4 separate regions of the Mus musculus genome follow, and all the other regions are linked to region 1. A link is a contact called in public Hi-C and HiCAR-type data. All regions are on one chromosome and are shown on one strand. Each heading gives the region's core, a stretch centred on a gene start, on an enhancer-like site or on the middle of the called end of the contact. The rest is flanking DNA. Distances are from core to core; before and after follow the strand shown. Region 1 overlaps Wwox (WW domain-containing oxidoreductase). Region 2 has its middle 250 kb from the start of Gm39256. Region 3 overlaps Wwox (WW domain-containing oxidoreductase). Region 4 overlaps Wwox (WW domain-containing oxidoreductase).

Region 1 (3,037 bases), core at 300-2,799:
TGTGAGTATAGTTGTTCTTGAAGAAGCAGACAAGCCACAAAAGAACATCATTTTGGGGAAAAAAAAAAAAAAAAAAAAAAAAAGGCTCAATTTTACTCATCAAAAAGGCAGACAGGGTGGGGGTGGGGTACACACTGTGACTCTCAAAGACTTGGCTGGGAGCAGTCAAAACACTCCTAAGTTGCAATCTATGAGATATTTTTGTTACATGTTATTATTGGCGAGGGCTGAATATAGCCCTGATAATTTTTCAGTTCAGTGAACAGAGAGACGAGGAGCCAGGGAGGTAGGAGGAACTAAGGTATTTCAGGAGTCAGACCCTTCTAAAAATAGGGCCACGTTTGATGGTGGGAGCTCTGAGCATGTCTCCCCTTCTCCTCCTGTACCCGTGATGTGGGCTTTGATGTCTACTCCTTTCTGTCTAGCTTGCCTGTCTTCTCAGTAGCCCCTGGACCAACTCAACATGTTAGCCATGGCTGGCCTTAAGCTCCCCCCCAAATGTGTTTCTGTCCTGATGTGTCCCAAGTTTGTCTGTGGTCTTTCCAATCCTTCTATTGTTGGAAGATTAATTTATTTACCCCCTCAGCGTCCTCTGAGGTGGTGCCTACTTGGGCACTACCTTGTGCCCCCTCCCCTATTTGAATGGACTGTTTTCTTCCTCTCTATTGCCCTGGGAAACCATAGCAAGTGACCCTGGTGTTCCAGTCCTCTGTACATGGCTCTGTCTGTGGTGCGGGACCATGAGTATCAGAGCCATGGGTGACGTCTGGTTTATCTTTGATATGGCAGTGACTGATGAATGAAGAGGTACACTTGCTGCATGGTTCTGTAAAGGGATTTGCGATATCCCTTCAGGGTGCCTCATGACCAAAGCGATGACATGGGCCAAGGGTTGCCTTTTGTGTAAACACCACACCCACATGTAGAGACACACATCCATAAGTCTCTCAAGGATCTGGCTAGAAAACTGCCACAAGATTATGATGATGTGGACTCCAAGAGCTGGCAGTTCCCAATCTCTACTGAATTAAGTCTCCTGCCTTTCATCTGAATGAGTCAGAAGAGCTTTGTCCAAGGAACCAAACATCACCAAGTGAGATAGTTGTCCAAAGAGTGGTGGTGGTAGTGTGTGCACTCTTTCTCTCTCCCTCTCCCTCGTCCCCTCTCTCTCGGTGTATGTGTGTGTGTGTGTGTGTGTGTGTGTAGCGATATATTTATAAGCAACCTGAACATTTAGCAAAGACCTCTCTTCATCCCTGTACTCGTGCAATTCTGTTTTCAAATTCCTTTAAAAACCCAGAAGGAAAAAAAAAAGTGTGTTAAATTCAAATTGCCGCTCTCCTGTAGAATTATGTGAAGAAGTATGCCAACAAAGGTTGAGGCCAGTAATTACGTGGCAGCCGAGCTCTTGTTCTTGATTCTCATGCAAAGCACTGCCTGATCCCAATTAGCACGGGCTTGTTTTTGCCTCTCTTGGTGTGCTGCCTCCTGCCCACCTTCCGGGGACTCCTCCCTGTGGGTTATTTGTTCAGACGCAGTTCCAGACACACCACTGTGATTTCCTTCTTAATAAACACGATCCAGTGAGGAACGGAAGACAATGAGAGGCACCTGCGCTGCTATTATAACTTCTCGTTCCCGCCCACCAGCAGAGTGGGGCTATGAATAAGTGAGAGCAGCCAGTCTAAGAATAGTAACAGCACTTTCCCATAAACACACAGTCATAAAACTTCTGCTCACACCAAGGAAGGACAGGCGTACCAGGCCGACACCATTGTTGGAAACTTGGTAGGAATGTCACTCTGAGGGCCAAATGTTTGCTGTCCATGACCCAGCCAGTGACTGAGGACAGTCCCCATTCCATGCTACAAAACAAAACAAACAACAACAACAACAACAACAAAACAGCCGAGCATTCCTGAAATTGTGGCAAGTCCTAGATAATGTCAGACGGGGGAGAGTCAGAGCAATGGTAGAGAAAAAGATAAACAAACAAACAAACAAAACCATAGGCTGTGGTGTCAGAAAACACAAATTTAGGTTTGTCTTAGTGTAAGAAATATGTATTAAAGTGGGGCAGTGGGGAGATGTCTTGGTCAATACATCTCCAGTGTCTGCTTTGCAAGTATGGGAACCTCAAGGTGGACTTGCAGAACCCACAAAAAGACCTGGGTGCAGCAGCATGCTCCTGTGATTCCAGCATGGCAGAGGCAGAGAATGGAGGGTCAGGGGACAGGGAGGGTATGCTGCTGTTCAGCCTGTCTGCATGGATACTGTGAGAGATGCTAGCTATGGCCACAGTGATTTAGCCCGACTGCATGGATACTGTGAGAGATGCTAGCTATGGCCACAGTTATAGTTACTAGGTTTTTACAGAGATGTTATCCACAAGGCGGGAGCCTAGAGATGAGGACCACACTGGCCAGGTGATGGAGAGGAGAGCAGATCTAGGGAGAACACACATGCACACTGTTAGTCTCATGGGGGAAATTGAGTCCTGTCTCTGTTTCGCTGTTTCTTGAGGGCCTTGCGGGGTGGGAACATACATTCAACAAATCATTTGCCGTTGGCATCATTAGAAGGGTCCTTCTGAGTGTCTTTACATGCGTGCCTACCATCGTTATTTCTAAGACGGTTTGTCACCCGGAGCAGAACAGGAACCGCTTTGGCCTTGCTGGCTCTGAGGTCTTTTATTAAGTTGGATCGCTGCCTAGCTTTCTAGTGTGGTGTCTCTGTTTCTGTCCGTGTTACTGCCCCTCTCGCCAATCCACTCTTTGGGGGACCCATTCTTTGGGGGAAAAGGAGCAAATTTTAGAAGCTTCTCTAGAAGGAAGGCTTCCCACATCAGCATGCTAACTCTCAGGCGTCCTCTAAGCCCCCACTCACATCCACTAGGTTGCGGCTGCCTCCTCTTCAAGCGTGCCGTGTAGGCTCTGGCCGGAGGGCCTTTGCACTCGATGGCTGCTTCTTCTGGGTGAATGCTCTGCCAGTGACATTACTCCCTTCAGGCCTGCATTCAAATGCTGCCTTTCCTGAG
Region 2 (3,037 bases), core at 244-2,743, 420 kb before region 1:
AGCCAGATGTATATTTATTGATGGTTCCTTACCAATATTAATGATGCATTTTGATCAATATCAGCAGAGCGGTGTGTAAGTGATAAAACCCACAATTGGACATCATTTTAATGCTATAGTTATTCAGGCTGTGACCACTGCTGACATCTACCTAGTTAGTGAGAGCAAAAAACCTGGGAGGCGAAGACAAGTTAATTTTCATATTTTACAGCTCAGGGGATGGTTGGCTGACATGTACAGAGTGACTGGACACTTCTGTTGCATCAGAGCAGCTTGCTTACAAACTCTGAGATTTAAAGGTATTTATGTGCCTGCGGGATGGTATCGTAGAAATGTCATGGGACAGTTGCTGTTGAGACTATTGGTCTTCTGACGTCTCTACTCCCATATTTCTAAGTGGAAAAGCAAGCACCTGGGGCTCTGATAGGATTTTCCCTTCACTGCCTAGCTCCCATCCCAGTATGTGTGTGTGTGTGTGTGTGTGTGTGTGTGTGTGTGTGTGTGTGTATGCATGTGTGTAGGGAGCTGATAGGGGTGGGACTGATCTGGAACCTTCCAAGTCATACTCTTTGGGGTCACTAATGAATAGCAGAAGGTCGCCTTCCAAGCCACCGAGAACTCTTTTCCTGTTTCTCTTTTCTCCATCACGAATACATTGGTTCTTGAGAGCTGGTTGAGCTATGGAGCTCCTGCACGTAAATTTAGAATTATGCCCAGAGGAAGCCAACGCCCACCTGATGCAATGGAAGGCCTGTAGTAAAACCCTTCCCTCCGGGGCTGGTCTACAAAAGACTGGCAGGAGTGATGCTAAATTCCCAGCCCCCTTCCTTTTAGAAAAGGAAACTAAGACCCCAACATAGGTACTGGTTGCCCCCCCCAAGGCTGTAGGAATCAGAATACGTATGTATCTCTCTTCTGTTCTTGTTCTATCCTGTACTTTCTTCTCTGTCCTGAGCAGATATCCTGGCTAGAAGGCCTCCCCTGATCCTCCTTGCTTTCAAGAACTATGTTACACACCCTTTCTTTCTAACGCCAATCAACACAAGAAAAAGTTCCTGGGAGCCCTCAAGGGCACACAGTGTGACCTGGCTCAGGAAGAGTCCTTCTTTCCAAGGGCTTCCTCAAGCCTTTCTATCCTGACTGCTCAGTCATCCCCTGGTCTCCATATTTCTGTGGTTTTGAGTCTCCATTGAGTTTACAATACTGGAGAGACATGGTGGGTTGTAGGCATCCACGAGCCCCTTGGAGCAGTGCATTTGCTCTCCACTTGAGAAAATTGGTGAGGTTGGGCGTATCTCTCAAGTTTCGTTTCTGGATTTAAGATGGTACTAGAACCCAGCAAGCCCTTGGCACAGGCATCAGCTCGGGCAGAATTTCTTCAGAGGTTGCCTTACAAAATAGAAACTAGGTCCCTGGAGGTCTGAGGTGGTCACATCCCTCCACTTCCCTTCTTATGTGGCTGCCCCACACCCTACAGGGGCAATTTGCATGAGAGGAAGTCTGAGAGGCAGGGACAGCCCCCAGCCTTCAAGTCACAGGCCACAGAGAAGGAAGATGAGGCAAATCTAGAGTGAGTCTCATTCCATTCTAGCCCCCGAAGTTCACTGGGGTTTCAAAATGGCCATATTCTCTCCCCCACCCCCCACCCCATGACCTTATTTCTACATGGGGGAACCTCGGGTTGTCATTTCATCACAACTTGCTCTTAGATTGAGGAGGGGGAGAACAAAAGACAAGGAGACTGGTAGACAAAGTAGGATTTTGGCTCACTTGGGGTGGTAGCTGGGTTTTCAGCCCCACCCCCTCACCTCCCGTTTCATTGCCACTTATGATGAAAGAGAAACAGGTAGGAAGAGAGGCTCTCCATGAGAACTGCCAGGGGTCCCTCACAAGGGCTCCGTGCCATAAGAACCTACCTGTAGGACAGAACAAAATCAAGTTCGAATGATTGAGTATAGGGGACAAGATAAGGAAGAGGCACGACTCCTTCAGGTGCCAAGAATCACTGGGCCACTGCTGTTAGAAGCCATTCATTCTATCACCAGACTAAGCCCAGTCCTGCTCCTGTCTCCTATCCCATTGTGAGTTCTGATTCTACACTGTAAGGCAAGTATTATAGGTTTGGTCCAATGTTGTTTGGATTATGTTAATCTGGGTCCCCAAAATGTATACAAGAGTCAGCATATCCACTCGTAAGACACTGAGGAAACCCTGCCCCCAGTTGATTTTGATTGGTAAATAAAGTTGTCAGTGGGCAATGGTTGGGCAGAAAGACAGAGGTGGGACTTTTAGGATTCCCAGACAAGGGACAGAGGAAGGAGGAAGGGAGGGAGAGATCCACCAAGCTGGGAGAAGGAGAACCAAGACACCATGCCTAAGAAGTGCAGGACAGAGAGTATAGCTGACATGTAGGAGCCAAGGGATCATGGCCCAAGAAGGCTACTAGTCTGGGTCTAGGGCAGCAAAGATGAAATATAGATTTTTAGTAAGTAATAACTCAGGGATATCAAAGGGGGTAGAATAGCCACAAGGAGGTTAGAAAGTGACCCGATCATTGAGCTATTTAGGCTTACCAAAATATAAAGGCTGTGTGTGTGTGTGTGTGTGTGTGTGTGTGCACAGATTCCATTCCAGAACCCAGAACACTGGGGTGAGTAGCACCACCGTTGGAATTAATTTGAGTAGCATTAATTTGGTACTGATACAGGCAAGCACCTGGACAACTAGGGCAGTGATCAGTTACTGTGGGCACTTGAGACTAAGAATCCAAAATTGTGACAGGCTCCACAATGAGAGGAAAGTAAAGAGACTTTCCATAAAGATTTGGGCAAGAGAACGACAGAAAGGTAGGAAAATAATGTATCAACCAAATGCTTCAAGGGCTTTTTTATTTCCTTTAAGTATCACAGTCCTGAGAAGTCTTAGGTAGCTCTTATTTACTAGGAAGAAAAAGAGGTAAAAGAGTGAAACCCAACCAAGCATGCAAAAGAAGAACTCCATCCTAGAGTCTAATGATGTCTTGAGTTTGGAGGTGGGG
Region 3 (3,037 bases), core at 330-2,829, 330 kb after region 1:
GAGAGAGAGAGAGAGAGAGAGAGCATGTGTGTGCTGGTGCCCACAGAGACCAAAAGGTTCCTGAACCTTTGCAGCTGCAGTTACAGGCAGTTGTGAGCCACAGGACATAGGTGATGGGAACAGAACTTGGGTCCTGTGGAAGGGTAGGAAGCACTCTTTAATTGCTGAGCTATCTCTCCAGTCACATGGGTTAGTTTTAAAGGTGTGGGGTTTCCCCACTTTCCAGGTTGGTGGTTAGAGATCCCTGGAAATGTCTCCCATATGAGTTAACATTTTGTTTAGTTAGCTATTTAAAAAAATATATTGTTGCGCGTCCCCCCTCTGCTGGAGTCAAGTCATTTAAGGTATTTCTTGGCTTTATAATACGTACAATTAGTTCTGAAGAATATACAACTCTATGCTGTGTTTGGGAACATCTTGATCACACAAATGCAGAACTAATTGAACAGAACGGTGGCTGGAAAACCCGAACCGCAAAGCTCCAATTCCTGTCCTTTCTGCCACTGGGCTAAGAACTGTGTGCAGCATCCCAGCAAAAGAGCTCCCTGTATCTTTAATGGCTCACCCAGAGCTCAGAGCGAAAGTCTCAACTATTTGTTGTTCGCTGTTGTTATATTCTGTTCCAAGGTTCATAATTTGAAAATCGACTTTGGGGACTTTTTGCTTGGTCTATTAAAATGATTCATGTTGCATTCAACATAAACTGTGTGTTCACAGAGGAGGGTGAGAGCCCGCACTCACAGCATAATAACTAAAGTGAATTTTGAACGAGCCGCAGTTTGTGGCAGCCGTGTGGTATCATTTGTCTTAATTTTTCTTTGGCATTACATTAGGCGGATGCATTTACATTCCCAGGTATGGATAACCACTTTAAAAACTTTGTTTTTACAGCACGAGTAAAGGGGGGAATCAAATCTGCATGTTTATGCTGTGGAACATCAAATAACACCATTTTACTGTTTGGAGTACATACAGCGTGGGATTTACATTCCATTTACCTGACCTCACGGAGGGAACTCGGACTGATATGCAAAGTACATGAAATATTTACTACACTGGATCATGCCAGGCTTCTAAAGGAAAACAGATGAAGGTACGATAATACCCTTTGTGCTGTGGTCTGTCCAGCGCCTTGCTGTACGTTTAACTGGAATCCCATTATCACACTCATCATTTACATCCGGATTCATCTTCAATAAAACCAGACTCCAGATAACTTAAGCCAGAACTTTAGGTGACAATTGTACAGAGTAGCCATTTGTCACTAATGCGCCAATAAACTCACATGCACAGGCAAGCCGCCTGCCTCCAACTCATGAAATATGTATTCCGGAGGGCTGCAAGGGAGGGTCGCTACATTCCCATTAGTGTCATTTAAGATGAGCACGTGTCTGCGGGTATATGCACATGTCTTCCAGCAGACAAATTCTATAAATATGAGACGCTGAACTATTTCAGATGGGTGGAGACTGTTGCGAGTAAATCTTACATTCTCTCGGCATGCTCGAAACAAACTATCAGATCAGAATGGACGATGCTGCGACCCAGAGTTATAATGCTTCCTAGGGTTCTGGTTTCTGTTTACGCCTGAAAACGAGCTTGTAAAACTCTGACACCCAGCCTAGGAAAGTGTGGTGTTCTAATACCCAGGCGAGGAAACTCGCTTGAAAACAGGGTTTGTGAACTATTTGTATAAGGGTTCTGTGATAGCTAATGTCGGTTGTCTTGACTGGATCAGGATCAACTCAAAGTTAGGCAGACAAACGTAACTGCTGGGGAACTTCTTGGTCGGGCTATATGAACCAGAATGGCCAAGTCTAAATGTGGGTAGCAACTTCCCGTGACACCTGGGAGAGAGGACGTCCCAGGTGGGGAGCTTTGCTTTAGCTTATTTGCCTTCCTGTCTTGCTAATGACATCATCCACTCCTGACAAACTGGTCACCCTGTTGCAGCAGCAGCTGGTGCTGTTGGTCCTGCTGCTACCTTGGTTTGATGATGTTGGAATCCAGTTTCTTCAGGCTTCCCATGATGACTGGAGACCAGTGGGTCTCCAAGATTCCTCCAAGCTTGTGACTGCAGGGGCATCCAGGCTTGGGGTCTGAGTAGCTTTCAGGTTCATGGTCCCTCCAGCCACTGTTAGACTAACCAGACTGCATCATGTAAGCCAATCTAATAAATTCCCTTTTAATCTGTATTAATTCCATAAGTCCTGTTCCTTTGGAGCACCATGTCTGATACAGGCTCTGAACAATTACTATGGTTTATGATCGTAGCGTTAAGAGCACGGGCACTGGAGACTCACTAAGCTGGCATCTGACTCTATAGCTGACGGGTTGTGTCACACAAAGCAATTTCAACTTTCTAAATCTCGGTCTCTTCATCTAAAACGAGGATAAGAAACCTAGCAGGACCTTTGAGGTGAATTGTTTAAATTTCAAAAAAGCACCCAGTGAATGGGAGTTCTTGCTGAGTGTGGTGGCACACACCTGTAATCCCAGCACTTGGGAGATAGGGACAGGAGAGTCAGGAGTTCAAGTCCATGCTCTCCTTGGCTACATAGAGAGTTCAGGGCCAGCTTAGGCTTGGTGAGACCCTGTCTCAATAGAACCCAACAATGGGAACTGAGAAAAATGCTTGAGTGGCTAAGAGCACTTCCTCCACGAGCTAGTGTAAGGACCTAAGGTCCAGTCTCCAGGACACAGGCAAAAGCGGAGCATGGCTGCACATGCCTCTAACTAAGAAGGACTGCTGGAGCTCACTGTCCAGCCAGGCTGGCAAAGCCACAATGGACTCTAGGTTCAGTAAGGGACTCCATTCTTACCAAAGAGTGACAGACCAGGACTTTTAGAGTAATCCTCTCAGCTCCTCACGCACCTCCCTTACGCCTGCACACACATGCGACATAGTTCACTGTGGTCAATAGCCATGATTAACCGTTATTATTAAAACTACCATCAGGGATAATTCAGGCTGGAATCATCATATCTGATCAACAGCTCATTAGCCACAAAAAATGCTTATTATCTTCTTAACTAA
Region 4 (3,037 bases), core at 326-2,825, 300 kb before region 1:
GTCATTGAAAGAATTTTTTTTCTAATGGTTCTGTGTAAATTCTCACTGGGATCAAGAATAAGACTTCTAAAAGAAGCTGCTTGGGTGGTTCTCGCCAGCTAATAAAACGTATTAAACTGGAAGCGTCCCTATACAGCCAAGCCGCAGAGCAGGCCACTGTTCAGGTAAGTCGTAAAGTCTTCCCTGCAGCCGTTTCGGTGATTGATCCTCAGGCACGATTAAAATTCAAGAGATGTGCTGACGTTTTAATAGAACAAATAATTTAAATACGTGAAATGTGTTAGGTGGTAATAGTTTTTGTAATATATACCAGACAGATTTTTGGGAATTTTCCCCCTCCCACACACCCCCCCCCAAAAAACAGAAAAGCTTTATGGGTGAGCCTGAGGAGAATGGAAAGGGGGAGCTCCTGTTCTGGGGAGAAGCCATAAAATCTGCAGCCACTTGAATCAGTGCACTTAACGTTGAAGAGCAGGCCAGATTTAAAAAAAAAAAAATCAGCCTTCTCCTTTGTGTTTCTAAAAATGCTGTGGGGAAAAAAAATAGCCATTTGAGAGCCAGGAGTGGAGCGATGCCAGCACTCAGGAGGCTGAGGCAGGAGGATTGGAAATTTGAGGTGGCTTGGGCTGCACAGTAAGACACAGATGCATGGACACACATATACACCCACAGGAGAGAGACAGAGACAGAGACAGAGGGGGAGGGAGGGAGGGAGAGAGAGGGCAGGAAAGAAGGAAGGAAGGGAGGGAGGGAGGGAGGGAGGGAGGGAGGGAGGGAGGGAGGGAAGGAAGGAGGGAGCAAGGACTAAGCATGGCATGGTAGCACATGCCTATAGTTCCAGCACTCAGAAGGTGGAGCTAGGAACCAGTATTGTAGATTAAGTTCAAGGATAGCCTGGGTTACAAAGTAAGTCCATACCTAGCTTGGGCTGCTTAGAGGATAAATCCTGTCTCTAAAACATCAAAAGCAATAACACCCACACAAACAACAGAAACAGGATGTAAGATATGGCTTGCCTTTCTTAAAAACAAAAGGAATAATCTAGTGGGGGCTGGAGTGATGGCTCAGTTGGGAGGAGCAGTTGCCATTCCTTTGAAAGACTTGGTTTGGTTCCCAGCACCCATGCTGGGTGGCTCACAACCACCTGTGACTTCAGCTCCAAAGGATCCAACACCCTCTGCTGGTTTCCAAGACCATCCACACACAGAGCAGCATACACATGTAAACATGCACATACGTGCAAAAGCATGCACATGTAAGAATAACTAAAAGAGTAAGCAAATACTAAAAAAATGAATAGTAACTTGAGAAATGGTTCATGATAAGCCGATTCAAAGAAGACACACACATACACACACACACAAACACACACAAACACACACACACACACACACACACACACACACACACACACACACACACACAGAGCCTCTGATTTTATATTGAAACTCAAAATGAAAATTCTTTCCAGTAAACAACTTTCTTCCTGGTTTTCTGTTCAGTGTTAGGTCGGCTGCAGCAGGGAGGGGCCAGTTTCCCTGGTAACAATACTAGCCCTGTGGCTAAACTCAGGCTACCACCCATGATGTCACTGCCCACAGGACATGGCACAATGGGCTTTTGCTGGTACCACTAGCTCTGCAATACCACTGAAACCGTTTCCACCCAACTTCTTTTTTTTTTTTTTAAATCTCTCTAGCCTGTGTTTCATGCCCAGAGACACAGGAAGGTATCACTTTCTAGAAGTCATTTTATAACCCTGTGATTTCCTTGCCTTTCTCCTGTGCCTCCTCCAAATGGAAGCAGTGAGAGGATCCAGGACGCAGCTGATCTGTCCTCTCAGCTGTGGTGAGCCTGTCTAGATCCTGGCCTCTCGAGGACTCTACGCATTTGTGGAATGAGTGGTGGCCCATCCTTGCCATTCTTCAGGAAGTGGGACAGTGCCATGTGGCCACTTCTTCCCCGTCACTCAAGACAACCCAAGTGCCCTGAGACCCTTTTGCCCTTCTGTCTAGACAGGCACAGCAGAAAACATTTACCATTAATTGATTTTGTTTGGGTAATTCCATACATGTCTATACAGTGTACTCTGGATATTCATTCCTCCCCCCCCCCCCCCCCTCTTAGCTGTTTCCCACCTCTGCCAATGGCCCCTCTTCCTAACAAAACTCTTCTGCACAATTCCTGAGCCACCGCTGATTTTTAACCAAGGCCTTCTCCAATGACCACGGGTTTGGAGTTATCCACTGGAGCCTGGCAGGCTCAACAAAGGGGTGCACGGCTGAAAATAACAACCATCCCTCCCAGAATCCACCAGTTCAGGAGCAAAGGTTAACTTTCAGGTTTCTCTCCCAATGTAACGAGCCAATTCAAGCCACATCAAGAGTATGAGGGCGGGTTTATTGAGAGGCAGCTCTCAGATGGATTCACTGATTCATGGGTAGAGGTCAATGGAGTCACATGCCCAGGCTAAAGCAAGGGAGTTTTATTGGTCTTGGGTGTGGGGTGGGTGGTGACCATGGTCACTTTTGGGTGGCTTTTCAGAAACATGGAGACAAGGAGTGATCCGGGCTTTTCTGCTTGAGAGCAGGGGGCGGGGTTTGAGGAAGAAGAACAAACGGGGTTTGTTTGTGCAGGGGTGGGGGTTGGGGGTGGGATGAGCAGGTGGGATGTTTTAAATTTAGAGTCTTTTAGAGTTCAAACGATCAGGTAAAACTTCTTTCTGATGAAAATGAGAATTTTGAAAGTGCTTGTTTCCTCCAACCAAAGATTTATGCCAGCAGGTCAAAGACCTGTGTTCGCTTTGTAAAATTCGTTTGGTTTTGATTTTCTCTTGTAGAAAGTGGGAGATCTAACCAGCTCTATTTCAAACCCAGGACCCAAGCACCCTTCCTAGTAGGGACATTGAAAGAAAAGGCCACAGAGACCTCCTATGTGGAAACCATTTGAGTAACAAGAAGTGTTTCTGGATAACTATGAGTCTGTTCATTTTCAGACTGGTGTGTTGCAACCTGTCCCCTCGGTCAAAAGTATTGAC

What was found. A called contact is a pair of places that touch in the nucleus more often than the background predicts. HiCAR-type assays count read pairs that join an accessible place to other places.
Region 2: a Hi-C map of B cells shows a contact between it and region 1, with 1.7 times the contacts expected there. The contact joins two enhancer-like sites. A contact is called at or near these places in 7 of 484 Hi-C or Micro-C datasets (B cells, Th1 cells, Th2 cells and 2 more), 2 of 115 datasets of contacts at active chromatin or transcription factors (CD8 T cells and cardiomyocytes) and 1 of 9 other capture datasets (embryonic stem cells).
Region 3: a contact with region 1 is called in a Hi-C map of uterus, with 3 times the contacts expected there. The contact joins two enhancer-like sites. A contact is called at or near these places in 1 of 39 promoter capture datasets (the C10 cell line) and 3 of 484 Hi-C or Micro-C datasets (the Ba/F3 cell line, embryonic stem cells and uterus).
Region 4: a HiCAR-type map of Th17 cells shows a contact between it and region 1, with 4 times the contacts expected there. The contact joins two enhancer-like sites. A contact is called at or near these places in 1 of 484 Hi-C or Micro-C datasets (Th1 cells) and 1 of 115 datasets of contacts at active chromatin or transcription factors (Th17 cells).

The regions. Positions count from the first base shown.
Region 1 is chr8:114,971,788-114,974,824 of GRCm38.p6, reverse strand. All of the region lies in intron 8 of Wwox (WW domain-containing oxidoreductase), which reads right to left. Among named protein-coding and RNA genes, the nearest start is that of Gm39257, 12 kb to the right of the region's middle. Within about 2 kb of position 1,549, at least 36 of the 459 cell types and tissues checked have an H3K27ac peak or open chromatin away from gene starts, as enhancers often do. A contact at or near this core is called in B cells, CD8 T cells, Th1 cells and 3 more, where this site is marked.
Region 2 is chr8:115,396,662-115,399,698 of GRCm38.p6, reverse strand. No RefSeq gene overlaps it. Among named protein-coding and RNA genes, the nearest start is that of Gm39256, 250 kb to the left of the region's middle. Within about 2 kb of position 1,493, at least 79 of the 459 cell types and tissues checked have an H3K27ac peak or open chromatin away from gene starts, as enhancers often do. A contact at or near this core is called in B cells, CD8 T cells, Th1 cells and 1 more, where this site is marked.
Region 3 is chr8:114,639,968-114,643,004 of GRCm38.p6, reverse strand. All of the region lies in intron 5 of Wwox (WW domain-containing oxidoreductase), which reads right to left. Among named protein-coding and RNA genes, the nearest start is that of Gm30554, 23 kb to the right of the region's middle. Within about 2 kb of position 1,579, at least 1 of the 459 cell types and tissues checked has an H3K27ac peak or open chromatin away from gene starts, as enhancers often do. A contact at or near this core is called in uterus, where this site is marked.
Region 4 is chr8:115,275,024-115,278,060 of GRCm38.p6, reverse strand. The region is part of intron 8 of Wwox (WW domain-containing oxidoreductase); the gene reads right to left. Among named protein-coding and RNA genes, the nearest start is that of Gm39257, 320 kb to the right of the region's middle. Within about 2 kb of position 1,575, at least 51 of the 459 cell types and tissues checked have an H3K27ac peak or open chromatin away from gene starts, as enhancers often do. A contact at or near this core is called in Th1 cells and Th17 cells, where this site is marked.